Linked DNA regions of Mus musculus: region 2 is linked to region 1. Evidence: chromatin contacts called from public Hi-C data. All regions are on one chromosome and are shown on one strand. Each heading gives the region's core, a stretch centred on a gene start, on an enhancer-like site or on the middle of the called end of the contact. The rest is flanking DNA. Distances are from core to core; before and after follow the strand shown. Region 1 overlaps Endod1 (endonuclease domain containing 1). Region 2 has its middle 6.8 kb from the start of Gm10706.

Evidence for each region. A called contact is a pair of places that touch in the nucleus more often than the background predicts.
Region 2: a Hi-C map of CD8 T cells shows a contact between it and region 1, with 6 times the contacts expected there. The contact joins two enhancer-like sites. A contact is called at or near these places in 15 of 39 promoter capture datasets (the 3T3-L1 cell line, the C10 cell line, the HPC-7 cell line and 9 more), 5 of 15 datasets of contacts at CTCF or cohesin (the NIH/3T3 cell line, embryonic stem cells, large pre-B cells and 2 more), 111 of 484 Hi-C or Micro-C datasets (the AML12 cell line, the AtT-20 cell line, B cells and 58 more), 7 of 115 datasets of contacts at active chromatin or transcription factors (T-cell acute lymphoblastic leukemia, astrocytes, bone marrow-derived dendritic cells and 3 more) and 3 of 9 other capture datasets (adipose tissue, embryonic stem cells and liver).

The regions. Positions count from the first base shown.
Region 1 is chr9:14,349,034-14,356,268 of GRCm38.p6, forward strand. It overlaps Endod1 (endonuclease domain containing 1), which reads right to left. Exons shown (of 2, transcript NM_028013.3): 2 at 4,957-7,235. Among named protein-coding and RNA genes, the nearest start is that of Gm34156, 17 kb to the right of the region's middle. Within about 2 kb of position 3,513, at least 11 of the 459 cell types and tissues checked have an H3K27ac peak or open chromatin away from gene starts, as enhancers often do. A contact at or near this core is called in CD8 T cells and Th2 cells, where this site is marked.
Region 2 is chr9:14,693,993-14,701,227 of GRCm38.p6, forward strand. It overlaps the pseudogene Gm18997. Among named protein-coding and RNA genes, the nearest start is that of Gm10706, 6.8 kb to the right of the region's middle. Within about 2 kb of position 4,144, at least 43 of the 459 cell types and tissues checked have an H3K27ac peak or open chromatin away from gene starts, as enhancers often do. A contact at or near this core is called in CD8 T cells and Th2 cells, where this site is marked.

The sequences.
Region 1 (7,235 bases), core at 2,263-4,762:
GCACAAAACAGACTTTTTTTTTAACCAGCGTGCTACAATTTATGTAATTAACAATGTATTTGTATTATGAGGGGGACTCAATTTGTTTAATCATCTTCAAAGAGTACATTGCCCTATACATCACCAAACCTTTTACTAGGCAGGAAGACAGAAAAGTTGGCATTATAAAAAAATGTTCTTATAGAGAAAGAGTAAAATATTTCTTCTGGAATGTAGGGGAGAGTTCTAAGAATTTAGAGGTGAACGGTGCCTTAGAGATGCCTGGAACTCCGCCTTGGGGAGACTGGGAGCAGTATGTGCTTTGCTTTGGAGAAGACAGGATGGGATATGACAATCCCAGAAGCTGTAGGACAAGCCCTAGACACCAGGGGCTTCTGTGGTTTGCGTGTGGAGGGTGAATACAGAGCTGGGCACGGAGATGAACAAACGCATATAGAATCTGCCTCAGAGGCTGGAAGTAGATCCCAGCTAGAGATGGACTGTAGGTGCTAGGACATCGAGGACTTGCATAAGCAACAGAGTTGGCAGGAAGCTCAGGAGGTAAGCATTGCCTGCCAGAGCAGTAGAAAGTTCACCAAGGCCCTGGCCAAAGGGGAAAGCTGTGCTTCCATCAGAGAGAGTAATCCTTCATGACTGCAAGTGGCTCCTCCTTTTAAAGCAGAAGTGGGGGAACCCTGTGCTTTGTCTAAAGCTCGTCTTCTCAGCCTCTGCTTAGCCCCTTGAAGGCAATGCTTGTAGGTTCCCTGGCCATCCATGACACTTACACAGCTGGCCAGGGGCTGAGCCCTCCCATCCTCCACACAGAAAACAGTTTCCCATGGTACCCTTATCCACTTCTAATGGAAGTGGGAGAGACGGGGCTCTGCAGTGCATCTCCAGATTTCTATAGTTACTTGTTTTATAGCCCATGGATCAGATTATCCACCTATCCCTTCATCTTCAACTTGACTCTGTCCGGGACCCAATAGCTTGACTCTGGAATGGTTTTGTTTGGGTTGTCTTTTCTTCTTCCTTTTTATGAACTTGCATGTGCTATGAACCCAAGCAGTTATTTATCAAATGAATGTGGAATCTTTTCAGTGATATAGTTGCTTTTGAGTCACTCCTGCTCCTTGAGCATGCCCCCATCTGTATCCCTTCCAGTAACTCCAGGAAAGCCATTGCTTCACCAAGGGGAACTTTGGTCTACCATGCTTCCTGATCTCAATTCCCACATTGATCTTGAGACTCTCAAGAACATCATTTGTTTTGAAAACCCCATCACAATCTACTCTTCAAGTAAAACAGAAATAAAAATAAACAACTGAGATCTAAGTCTCTGGATTCTTAGCAGCACCCTGACTTTGGGATTGAGTAAAAATGTCTGCAGTTGGCATTGAATAATTTATTAAAATACTGAATGGAGAGATGTTCCCTGGTAAGAGAATGCTTAGTGGCATTCAGTGTGAGTTCTGGTGTGGACAGGTTCGTCAAGACCCAAGTCCACTTCCTTCCTGTGTGGCCTTGGATGAAGTATGTGAGCTCATTAAGGACACAAGCCCGGCGTCTTTATAGAAGCCAAGTATGGTGGGCACACACGTTCCTGACACTAAGGGCATAATGTCTAGGACTAGATGCCATGTTGGTGGAAACTATGCTATGATTGCTGAAGAGAGCAAAATGCAGTCTCTAGAGAGGCAGATCAGTATTTCCACACTTAGGAAATACATTATGCCTTCTCACTGTTCACAACGAGCCGAGATACCACCAACATCCACTCCCTTCCACTGTGCCAACTGTAAAGCATCTGCAAGGAGATTTGGCACCTGCTTAGTGTATTAGCAAAGAAAGTCAGGTATGGACAGAGAGATTGAAACGGACAAGGAAAGAGGGGTGAGATGATTGGGTTTTAGTGGCACTGGGCTAAGGCTGCAGAGTTGTAAATACTCAAAGCAAACTGCAGACTTCCCCTTTTTCTCCATCCTACAGCATCCACACTTGTACATCTCAGTGACTGTCTTGCCTTGGCCTCACCATAGCTTTTTAACTCTTTTTCTGCTGGACCATGTCTATATAGCTTGGTCTGTGTATCGTATGCTCACACTTGGAGTACAGCATAGCAGTGTGGGGAGCCAGCTCATCAGTAGAAGCTGGGGGTGAGAGGGACAAGGACAAACCCTTGCCCAAGACTGATTTCAAAGGATCACACTAGCAGCAAAAAGCCACTGAAATGAGCAAACCTCACAAGTCACGGGACACCCTGCCCCCCTCAGAAGTCCAGCTATGTAACGTGTACCCACACAGCACCGGGTGTGGCTACAGTGGCTCTGTCCACTTGTCTCTCTCAGGTCATCCACACAGAGTGTTCTTATTTATCGAGTTTTCTCACGTTTAAAGACCAATTTCCTGCTCTTAGAAGGCCCCTCACTTTGGTCCCAGCACTCATAACCCAGAGCTTCCCTTGAGTCAGAAACATTCTGGGTTAAAAAATGGTGACCTAAGGTAGGAACCGCCCGACACTCAGTAAAGAATCCCAGAACAGCACTTACCTACTGAGGATCTCCTGTGTGGGAAAACAGTTTCCAGCCCAGGGGAAGATTTCATGAGACCACTGATGGTCTGGACACACTGTTTTAACACTCCTCAGACTGCGCAATCTACAGGAAGAGCCAAGAGGTGAGATGTCCTGCAATGCTTCAGGCTGCTGGGTGGGGTACTATCTGGGAGCAAGGAACATGAGCAGTTTCTTAAATGCCTTCTGGCTAACTACACCAGTAACCCATATTGCACAAGTATGCCAAGAAAGAATAATAGTAGGGCTCTAAGGAGCCCTCCTGCTTAGTGTCTCTTCTTGCTTACAAATGCAGCAGTAGCTTTCTTTTACTCACAAGAAGGAAACTCAATCTCTGGGGTTCCAGGATGCTCCCATTCCTGCTTCATTGCTGGACAAAGTGAACAGGAGACACCTGGAGAATCTACAACCTGCAAATAAGTTAGGGAGACCATGCCCTTGCTTGCGACCTCCAGCAGAGTCACCAGGAGCTGCTGTCTGGTGCTGGGAACTGGCCATGCTGCCCCAGGGTTTGCCAGCTTGCCAGACATGAGGCACTGTTGTGGTTTGAATATGCTTGGCCCAGTGAATAGCACTATTAGGAGGTGTGGCCTTGCTGCGACCTACCAAGCAAGGTGAATGAATTCATCTGTGGGTCATTCTTATCTAAGAGGCTGATGAACACAGCTTGTTTGCTTATAGTGAGGACCACCACTTTCTGGTAGCTAAGATGTGTCCACTTGCATGGTTCCTCTTACCTAAGTAAAAGTCCAGAGAAGCCACAGCTGTCATAAAATTCTAGATTCCATGAGACAAGAAGCCTGAAGGGAAACTGCCTGTCAAAGCCAGACACCAGAAAGTCTCTTGCCTCCCTTCCTAAACATGGCTGCAAATGCAGGTCTCTGTTTTCTTATTTGTCTGTACAGACTCCAGCCTGCTCTTTCACAGACACCAGCGAGGCACTCTAGCCTCTGCTTTCTGTTTCACATTGACTCCCTTACTATACTTTAACTTGGCCCTTTCAGCTTTGATCTAGAAACATTATGATCTTTACAGAAACTCCAAGTCAAAGTCAGATGTCTGTCTGTCTTTCAGGTAAGGAAGCAGAGCTAAGCAACTTTTGCACATAAGTTAGTGAGCCAGGCCTGACTGTCACCTGGACTACAGAGCAAGATTGTCCTCCAGGAATGACCTCCTTCCCTCCAGGGAGCATCTCATGTTGAAACCCTGAACTGACACTAGTGGTCACGAGCAGGTTGCTGGTTTGCAGTGTGTCCTTTAGAGGTAAAATGATGGTCTTAGGAAAAGAGGAACATAGATAGCCAATGAGAACTCAGAATGCGGATGAATAATTCCATTTATAGTGTAGCACTGTGTAAAACATGTGTGATGTGTTAAATAGGGTACTCAACACATGGCACACACACAGTTCATGGCTTTACTCTAAGGTGCGTCTCACAACAGGCCACAGGGGATCACCATGTCCTCCACAGGCTGCCTTTTCTGAACTGTGTGAGTTTCCTCATGATAAACAAATAGGAACATTTCTGTAATTGTCTATGTGATTCAGATTCCGTGAAGCAACTAGACCTTTGTTCATATTTATGAAGAATACGAATAGTAGTTCTAAATCCTACTCACTGATCAGAGTTTCTATTTCCTCACATATAGCTCAGGAAATTTTAATAAACAATAGCAAATTGAAAATTTCAGGAGCTGATTTGAATCAAAAAGAAAATAAATGGGCTGGGGGAGATGGCATAGTGGGTAAGGAAGGGCTTGCTGCACAAGCTTGAAGACATGAGTTCAGATCTCCAGCACTGTCCCTGCACACACACACACACACACACACACACACACACACACACACACCTATAATGTCAGAGCCAGGGAAGTGGAGACAAGCAGATCCCCAGAACTCAGTGGCAGTGCTAATCAGTTGGTGGGCTCCTGGTTCAATAAAATACCCTGTATCAAAAAAAAAAAAAAAAAAAAAAAAAACAAGGTGGAGTTCAACAGAGGAAGGCAGCTGGCCTCAACCTCTGGCCTCCATGCAAACACACGTATGTATACATACCCACAAGCAGGGAGAGAGAAGAAGAAATGGACATGGTATGTAACTCAGTAGTAGGGGCCTCTCCTAGCATTCGCTATGTTTACTCTCCAGCTTCACAAAGAAAAAGAAAGAAAGGAAGAGGGAGGTAGTCACAGATATCCCCAAACCTCATTTCAAGCATTCACATGCCCCCTACCAGCTCCCCCATATAGCCCACAGAACCAGTGACTGTCAGCAGTGACTCCCATATAGCCCACAGAACCAATGACTGTCAGCAGTGACTCCCATATAGCCCACAGAACCAGTGACTGTCAGCAGTGACTCCCATATAGCCCACAGAACCAGTGACTGTCAGCAGTGACTCCCATATAGCCCACAGAACCAGTGACTGTCAGCAGCGACTTTATTGAGCATCTGCAAGGTGCACAGCACTGTACATAGTTACGGTCAACATGGTTTTGTCTCACGCTCATTAAAGTGTTCATCTTCCTGATCTTGCAGGTTTTCTTCCTGTGCTGCAGGAAACGGGTCAAATACTCTCCGTGTGGTGCTTGCTATGATCAAAGCATGATCAAAGCACGGATCGTGCCATGTTTTTTCCTACCATGCTGGAAACTCCTTATAGATGGAGCACTTTCCACCTCTGCAACCTTGATGACCGAATGCATGTTGCTAGGTAAATGGATGAAGAAGAGCAGAGGGAGCTTCCTTGGGCTTCCTTCCATTCCCTAGTTTGCGCTGGGTGGAAAAGGCACTAAGGGAGAGCGGCGTGTCTGAGAACATGGCTGGCACAGGCTAGAAAAGCAGCTCCACAAATGACAAAGTTGGCCAACGTCCCCAAGGGCCTGAGAAGAGAATGAAGCCACAGCAAAAACTCCAAGCTGAAGACAGGGTTCAACTTCCTAAACCTCCATGTCAGAAGCCTAAGTAGCCTTTTGGGGATGGGCCATCAGCCCAGAGATCTGGAAGGACTTTAAAAACAAATACAGCTAGTTCCAGTGAACCAGAGGCCCTGCCAACAAGAAACTCCAGAATGAAGGGTCTCGGCCCTCTAACCTGAAGGATATATTTTTGTCTGTTTGTTTTGTTTTGTTTTGTTTGAAACATTTGCCTTATTATCCTTTCCCATATTAAAAAAAAAAAGTCACACAAAAATAAATAACCAGACAGCTGAATATGGCAGCAGGGGGTTGGGTGGAGTGTTTCCAAATGATTCCTTATAAGGGGTTTGTGCACAATGAGTGCCCTCCTAGGGCCTCTCAGAATGCAAATTATTCACTGAAAGGGGAAGGGGGCTTCGCTGAGATGCAGTCAGCACAATGTCTCCTGTGAATACCTGGCATTTCGTTAACCATGCCACATCCAGTTGATACAGAGCCTGTCGTCTTGATGGTGATAAAATGCTAGTTACACCCAGGGAGGCACACCCTGGTGTGATGGGGTGTCCTAGCTCACCATGACTGGCTTCCATTAGCCTGCGAGCAAGGTCAATACAGCCTCCTTGTGCCTCTGCGTGGGACTCATCAGTGCCAGGGCAAGCCTCACCCTCCCATTGACAGAGGAAAGTCATAAAGGTGCTGCCAGGAGCCTTGATAAAGGGTGTGCATCACCTGAGCAAGGGCTCGTCTGCTGTCCCGACCAGTGGCTGTCATGGCCGCAAGGAAGCTTGCTCGCTGCTGCTAGTCCTCTCTGGTGCTATTCGAATCTTTTCCTGCAGCATTTAATTCCGGCTCCACACACATTCGTTCCCTGGGAACAGCTGGTGTTCTGCCCCCTCTGTGGTTTCTTTCTAGACTCCAAGTCTTTACAACTAATTTCCAGACAACCATGGGCCACGTCCCCAAGTTAAGTGAACACTTGGCCCCTCTCTCCTTCATAGCAACTCTTTGGAATGCTAAGAAGAAGATACTAGAAAATCCATTCTCACCATGGGAATATTTGGTTCCCACAAAGCAAGTTTGGCTCCTTTTGTTATAATTTCTAGTGCAAGATTTAAAATAACAAGTGATTGATCAAAACTGGAAATAAGCTCTCAAATTTAACTTGCATTAATGAAGGACTGGTAGATTTTTAGCCTCAAACACACTATAAAAATAATGATCTAAGAGATAATAATTCTTAAATATGTACAGAGATATACTTCTACCCAAGTGGACCAGAATGTTTTTCATTTTTTTTCTATTACCTAGATAGTTATAACAAATAATTGTTTCAGGAGAGAAATCAGACTGTTTTATGGTCCTGAATACTCACTTGATGGATTAGATGCTGCAAAATATGAAGTTTCACATTAGATTAACATGCAGATCTTTGTGTTTAATGTCACCAACCAGTGATGTAATCTAAGTTGACCCAAACCTCCCTAGGCATGCCTGTGGACACACAGCACTGCTTCATGCTGCTTCCTCTACACCTGGAGGGACCAGCTCTACTCCAACTGGGGCTGCATTCAATTTTTATTGTGTTATATTTGGCATAAAATGCTTATTGTGATTCAGCAAAATTGACTTTGGGAGAAAATTAAACTCAACCAAGCTCTGGAGACCTAGGCAAAGGTCAGAGCCCCAGCAGATGCTACCACCGAGAGGGAGAAATTTCAGCAGAGCAGTCACCGGCTCACTGCTAGAGTAGGAGAGGAAGAAAAGGAGA
Region 2 (7,235 bases), core at 2,894-5,393, 350 kb after region 1:
AAGAAAGAAAGAGGAAAAAGAAGAAAGAAGGCATGGAAAAGAATGGCTCCTAAAGTCTGCTCTGTTGGCGATGGCTTTACAAGAAAACCACCTAAGTATAAAGGGTTCATTAGACCAATGAGCCTATGTTTCCAACAAGCTACCTTTGTGTCCCAGTGCTCGGTGTGGAAAAGAACCCATCATCCCCATTATATACAACCCTGGGTGTGATCACCAAAGGTACAATTACTGAAGTGAATGTGAGCAAGTTGAGCCTTGTGACACAAGGAGGCAAGGTGATTTGGGAAAGTATGTCCAAGTTACCAACAATCCTGAGGTCGATGGGGGCACAAATGCGGTCTTGCTGGGTTGACAGTGATGGCATACAAGTTATTCCACTCAGTACTGAAGGCTGCACACTGTCAGGAAAACACCATCACTAGGATCTTTCTGAACCACCAAGCAGCCTTACCCCATGTGCAGTCATCAAGAAGTATTTATTAAATTGTAAAGGAAAATAAAACACTGCCAAATTTGAAGAAGAAGAAGAAGAAGAAGAAGAAGAAGAAGAAGAAGAAGAAGAAGAAGAAGAAGAAGAGGAGGAGGAGGAGGAGGAGGAGGAGGAGGAGGAGGAGGAGGAGGGGGAGGAGGAGGAGGGGGAGGAGGAGGAGGAGGAGGAAGAGGAGGAGGAGGAGGAGGAGGAGGAGAAGGGGAGGGGGGAGGGGGAGGGGGAGGAGGGAGAGGAGGAAGAAGGAGGAGAAGGAGCTCATGTTAAATCCTCCTTGTTCAGCTCTAAAGTGAGGGGACACTAAGCTTGTCTTTGTTGCTCAGACGGCCACTGATCAGGGCCAATAAGGTAAACAACCAGTTGGATGGTTTCTCTGATTCTATTTGCCTAGCACTGCTCACTGCTGAGTGGAGGCTTTGCAGCCTAAGTGTATAAAATAGCTTTGTTCGCTCTTTTTCTTCCTCTCAATGAGTTCAACTATGAAGATGGTTACAGGGGGCTGGAGAGATGATTCAGCCATTAAGAAAGTTGGTTGTTCTTGAACAAATAAACTTGAGTTCAATTTCCAGTTTTCATTTGGCAGCTCACTCAATATGGTAACATCTGGTACCCTCTTCTGGCCTCTTCTGGTGCCAGACAAGCATGTGGTGGACAAAAGCACATGCAGGCAAAACACCTGTACATATTATAATAAATTAAAAGATACATACACAAAACTTTATTTTCTAATCAGGGATAGCATTATTATCTCTAGTCTCCTTCTAACAACATCAAAATTTCCTCCAAATGTGCTGTTTCTTTTGCCATGTTGATGGATAACCATCGATTAACAGCCGATACAATTTAGCTTTGCCAAGCCAGTACTGTCTTCTTTACTCAAGTGGTTCCTTTCTGTGGACCTCTCTTCTATCTCACAGAACTGCACTCTTTAGACAGTTTTCCAACAACCAAGAAGAGAGCCTTTGTCATACTTGCAGTTTTGAATTGCTCATTCTTGAAAGACATAGCTTTACACAGAATACTTGCCTCATAGGTCTTTTCTCCTAGAGGTTAAAGCTGCTTTGTGCCTTTTTGCTACCTAAGGTCTTGAGCACTTCCTCTGCAGTCTGAGTGTGGTGCTCCATGTGTATTCAAATGCTTGGTCTCCAGTTGGTGAAGCTATTGGAAGGATTAGGAGCTGCAGTGGGGTTGAAGGAGGTGTGTCACTGGCGCAGCCTTTGAGCCACTCCCAGATAATGTTCTCTCCGCTTCCTGTTTATGGACCAAGATGTGAGCACTCACCTGTCTCTGATACAGTGTCTTTGCCTTGCCATCATGAACTCTAACCTGAAACTGTAAACACTTTTCTGAGTAAGTCCACCCTGGTCATGATGTCTCATCAGAGAGATGGAAAAGAAAGCAAGGCAATGCACTCTTAATTTTTCAGGGACCATATATTCTAAAGTTAGAACACTCTTAGGTGTTGCTTTTTGAGCTTGCTTCTACTTTTGCCACTTTCTCTGAAATTTCTAAGGCATGTGTGTCTGACATTGTCTCTGATTGCACCCCGGGTGACACCTGAAAGTCAGCCTTCTCCCTCTGAACCTAAAGGAGTCCATGATCACTTGAATACACAAACTTTAAATGCATGTGGCTTAAATACCACCACAACATTTGAAAGCACACAGCAAATTGAAAACAGAGAGATGGTTTTTCTAAAGGCTTCATATACGTTGATTTTAAAAACAAACAAAAATGCAAATGACCAGTTAACTTCAATTTGTATTTACTTACTAATCCAATAAACACATGAAAGTAATGCCAGTAACAAAAGCCATCCTTTTTGGCTTGGTGGAATATGCAAATTCTACCATAGTACCATCCTGGGAGCACAGTACCTGTGGCATTTTAGGGAGAAGCTGGCAATGTATATTAACAGCTTCTAATGTATTCAATGTGTAGTATAGTACCAGCCTCTAGTGTATTAGCATACATACATATGAGAATAGCTGGAGCCATGACTCAGGACTTGAGAGCTCTGGCTACTTTTGCCCGGGACCAAGGTTCAGTTCCCACCACCTACACAGCAGCTCACAAACATCTGTAATTCCAGTTCCAGGAAATCCAATGTCCTCTTCTGGCCTCTGTGGGCATTGCACACACATGGTGCACAGATGTATGTGCAGGTAAGACAAATCACACATAAAGCAATATTAATAATAAAGATTAATTTTTTAAGTATTATAACTTTTTGACTTGGTAATTTGTCTTTTAGAGTCCTAATCTAAGGAAGCCATCCCAAATCACATGGAGAGAAAAACTGTATGCCATGTTCCCATAGCAAGAAATAACTTAAAATACAACAAAAACAGAGAAAAGTATTTGTTACATTTACACAGTAAGTTATTAGTCACTAAAACATGCCTACGGAAAATCTGCAATCAAATAGAAAACTATACATACTATGACTTTATTTTGATAACAAAGTTTACAAAACTACATGTGCAGTATACCTAAGGGAGTGAAGTCCAAGTGTTGACCATGTTCACTGGCTAATACCAATGTTGGGGACTTTTTTTCTACTGTTTTTTTTTTCCACATGTTGTATAATGTCCATCTATAATTTTCATAATTAAAGGCTAATGGTTACACAAACAAATCAAAACTTCAATACAAAGTACATAGGAAGGGTCTCTATCTTCTCTTTTATCTACTCTTTATCCTTTCTTCATTAGAAATGAGTCTTCTCTTCACCCTTCCAGAAACAGCGGCCGGCTTGTTCTTGGCCGGTGTGCACTGGGTCAAATCGGTGTGCCAAGCACAGGTTAATATGAGCAACAGAACCCTGACATTTGACAATAAGCTTCAAGAGCAGATGACATTTCGTGTTTGGGATCTTGAAGTGAGCTAAGATTTATGAGTCAATTTTCCCATGGGAAATTGCTAAATTAATTCCCTGCAGTTAGAAGGTTATGGCATCCCATGGTAGAATGTTTCTTTTAGATTTCGTGTTTTGATTAGTAGGCATTTTAAGACTAAAAGTGCTTTTTATTAAAAAAACAAGATTGGCATCACAAAGAGAATTGGGTCTCCCAAGCAGTAGACAGGAAGACAGAAACATGTCAGGGAATCAATGGGGTGGGGCCATAGGAAGAAGAGGTGGAAGAGAGCCTGGGCAAGCACCCAGCTGCCACCAGTAAAAGGGGACAGGAAAGAAGGAGGAGCGGTAGACAGAGCCAGAAATTCTAGCACATCTCTGAGATAGACTTGGCCACGTTCAAGAGTACTCAAGGCCGCGAGATGGCGGAGTCTTCCGCTGGGAAGAAATGGTCCGAGTCTACAGCCTCTGTTCTGTGCCACATGGAAGGAGCCACAGTCACGATGTCGCTTTGTCATCTTCATTCCTCCCAAAGGTTTTAAATAGAAAATGAGACACGATTACTGCACCTCCATGGCACCCACAGGAATGTATTTAAAGTATGTTTTCTTCCACATCCTTCCAATCCCCCATGAAGGTGAAATTCTTTGCAACCCTGTGTTTAAGCCACGTTCATGTGTGCTGTAACCTTCCTTCCCAGCTGGTGGCGCTATTGTACAGGGTTGTGGAACCTTTAGGAGGCAGGGCTTAGCTGAAGGAAGTGGGTTGCTGGCGAGCTAGGACTTCCTGTCCTGTCTCTGCCTCTGAGCCATGGGTACAGAAGAGAGCCACCAGCCTCTCCAGACACTACAGTTGAATGCCTCCCCATCCAAGACACCCTGATCCCCTCAACTGTGAGCCAAAATAAACCGGTCCTCTCTTTAGTTGCTTAGTGCCACACATTTGGTCACAGCAATGAGAAAAGAAACTGATAAGTATCTAGAAAAAAAAGTGGCACTTTAAGCAGAGTTATGAGATTTGAGTCTAGCACAGTGCCTGGCATACAAGTGTGCTGACTAAAATGTGTCATCCGTTCACTGATCATCTGATCTTATTATGTGGTTCTCCTTACTAAAGCCAGCTACATTATCTTTGACGTCTACCGCTCTTACAATAATTCTACACAACGGGCATAGGGATTTTTATAAGATCTGAGGCTCAGGGTGACTAATTAACTCAAGGTCTCATGGCTGCCAAGTGGAAGTTCTAGGACTCAAACCCAGTGCTGCGCTGAAGCTGGCTGCATGTTTCTTTTCTCTTTACAACCAGCAGCTTTGATGAGATGCTAGTTAACTTAGGTGACGGTCACAGCAGGAGAGCCAGAATGGGGCTTATTGTAGCAACTGCCTGAAGCCTGGTAGCATTACTGGGATGTGGCACTTTTAAAACCTGGCGTTAAAAACATTTAGATGCTTAGGCTTCATCCATGATCAATGAAATCACTATGTGTGTGTGTGTGTGTGTGTGTGTGTGTGTGTGCGCGCGCGCGGGGGGGGGGGGTGATGGTAGCTAAATGGTAGAACAATTGCCTGACACATTTGAGGCCCTGAGTTTGACCCCCAACACTGAAGGAACAGAACAAAAAGCTGTTTCTGTGGTAAGGTCTGTCTCCCGCAGTGTAGACCACTCCTCCTCATGGTGAAGACAGTGTAAGAGAGTAAGAGGAGCCTACACAACGCCCAGCCTGTTGGAATCTGAATTTAAGCACAGATTTCATAATCCTATGCTGCTCTCTGGAGTTAACTCAAAGTTGATTCTCTAAGCATTGCAGCTCCCAGCACAGTAAAGGACAGTGTACATGCGCCCTCTGGTGGATCTATTCAGAAAGGCACCCTCGACAGGGGCAAAGCTGGTTAGACAAGGGACATAGACTTCATGCACACTGATTAATACAAGGCATCTGGTTAGATAGGCCTCTAGCCCACCCGTGCTGGTTCGTTTAATCAAGTCAACACAAACTCGAGTCACCTGGGAATCAGAAACTTCAAATAAGGAATTACCTCACCCGATTAGCCTGTGGGCAAGTCCGTGTTTTCTTGATTAATGATAAGATGTGAAGGTGACTAGTCCACTGCGAGCAGTGCCACCCCTGGACAGATGGACCTGGGCTGCATTCAAGGAAGCTGAGAAACAAGCAGCAGCCCTCCGTGGTTCCTGTTCCTGCTCCTGCTCCTGCTCCTGCTCCTGCTCCTGCTCCTGCTCCTGCTCCTGCTCCTGCTCCTGCTCCTGCTCCTGCTCCTGCTCCTGCTCCTCCTCCTGCTCCTGCTCCTCCTCCTGCTCCTGCTCCTGCTCTGTGGTTCCTGCTCCTGCTCCTGTTGAGTTCCTGCCTTGATTTCTGTCAGTGATGGAGTGTGATCAGGACATGTCACCCGACGCCTTTCTTTCCCAAGTTGCTTTCACTCATGGTGTTCATCACAACAGACAGCAAACTCGGGCAACCTTAAAAGCTTGACAGAAGGACACTATGACACAGATTGCCATTGCCTTGTGTCTCTGAGGACTCCTGTATATGACCCCAGCTTCCTCAGGAGGAGCTCACACATGAAATCCCTGCAAGGTTTTCTCAGTTTTTCAATACCGTGCATTAAGGCAGGAGAGAGTTGTGGCTTCTCTCTCAAGTCCGTTTGCATGACATGTTAATCTCATCAACTCTGGCTAATCTTGTGACTAATCCATAATTTTATCAGTTGCCAAGTGTTCAATACAGTCTAGTCATACAGCTGTGGATATTAAATGTGAATGCCAGGCTTGACAGTGGTCTGACCAGAGCTCCCCAACACAACTCAGGAAAAAGTTTTGGCCTTGTGTGGTAGTGCTTACCTGCATAGTGCCAGTACTCAGGAGCTGAGGCAGGGGTACTGTTACAGGTTTTAGAGCAGCCTGGATTCCATGACAAGACTGTCTCAAGACAGAGAAAGGAGAAGGTAGGAGAGGAAAGGAGGGAGGGAAGAAGGAAGAAGGGGAAAAGAACAACAAACGAATGTTTTTAGTGCAATGTGACAATACTGCTGCCTGGTGTCCCTCAGGTACCTGGCTCCTCCTCAAGAAGGCCTCAAGAAGACCTGCATGCACACACATGCATGCACACACACACACACGCACACAACTTCCTATGACCTTACACCATGGGAAGATTTTGGAAATAGTCTTTCCTTCTTCAAAACTTTTCTCTTCCCTCTGTCTACACTGTCATTCCTGGGGCATTCTACTGTGGTTCACAGTGGGGTTCCTCCATTCCACATCAGGACCCCAGCAAGGGAGTGCTGGTGAGAGGGGAGACTCTAGCAGAGGAGGAGTGCTGGTGAGAGGGAGGACTCTAGCAGAGGAGGAGTGCTGGTGAGAGGGAGGACTCTAGCAGAGGAGGAGTGCTGGTGAGAGGGAGGACTCTAGCAGAGGGGGAGTGCTGGTGAGAGGGAGGACTCTAGCAGAGGGGGAGTGCTGGTGAGAGGGAGGACTCTAGCAGAGGGGGAGTGCTGGTGAGAGGGAGGACTCTAGCAGAGGAGGAGTGCTGGTGAGAGGGAGGACTCTAGCAGAGGGGGAGTGCTGGTGAGAGGGGAGACACAGCAGAGTAGAGATAAGTAGTGGTGCAGGAGAGGCCAGGAGGACACCAAGTGGTGAGATGCTGTAACACAACATCTGGCTGTAACACTTTGCAAAGTGAAAGCCTCAACACCCTTGAATGAAGCAGATCTGAGGCAGTTACTGTGCTGAAATTCTAGTTAGACCAAGGAATGTGTCCATGGAGCAGAGCGTATAAAGAGAATGGAAGAGAGGTGGTAGCTGCAGAAGATAGATGGATGCTTTAAAAAAAAAAGATTTATGTATTCATTTTATGTGTGAGTACACTAGTGC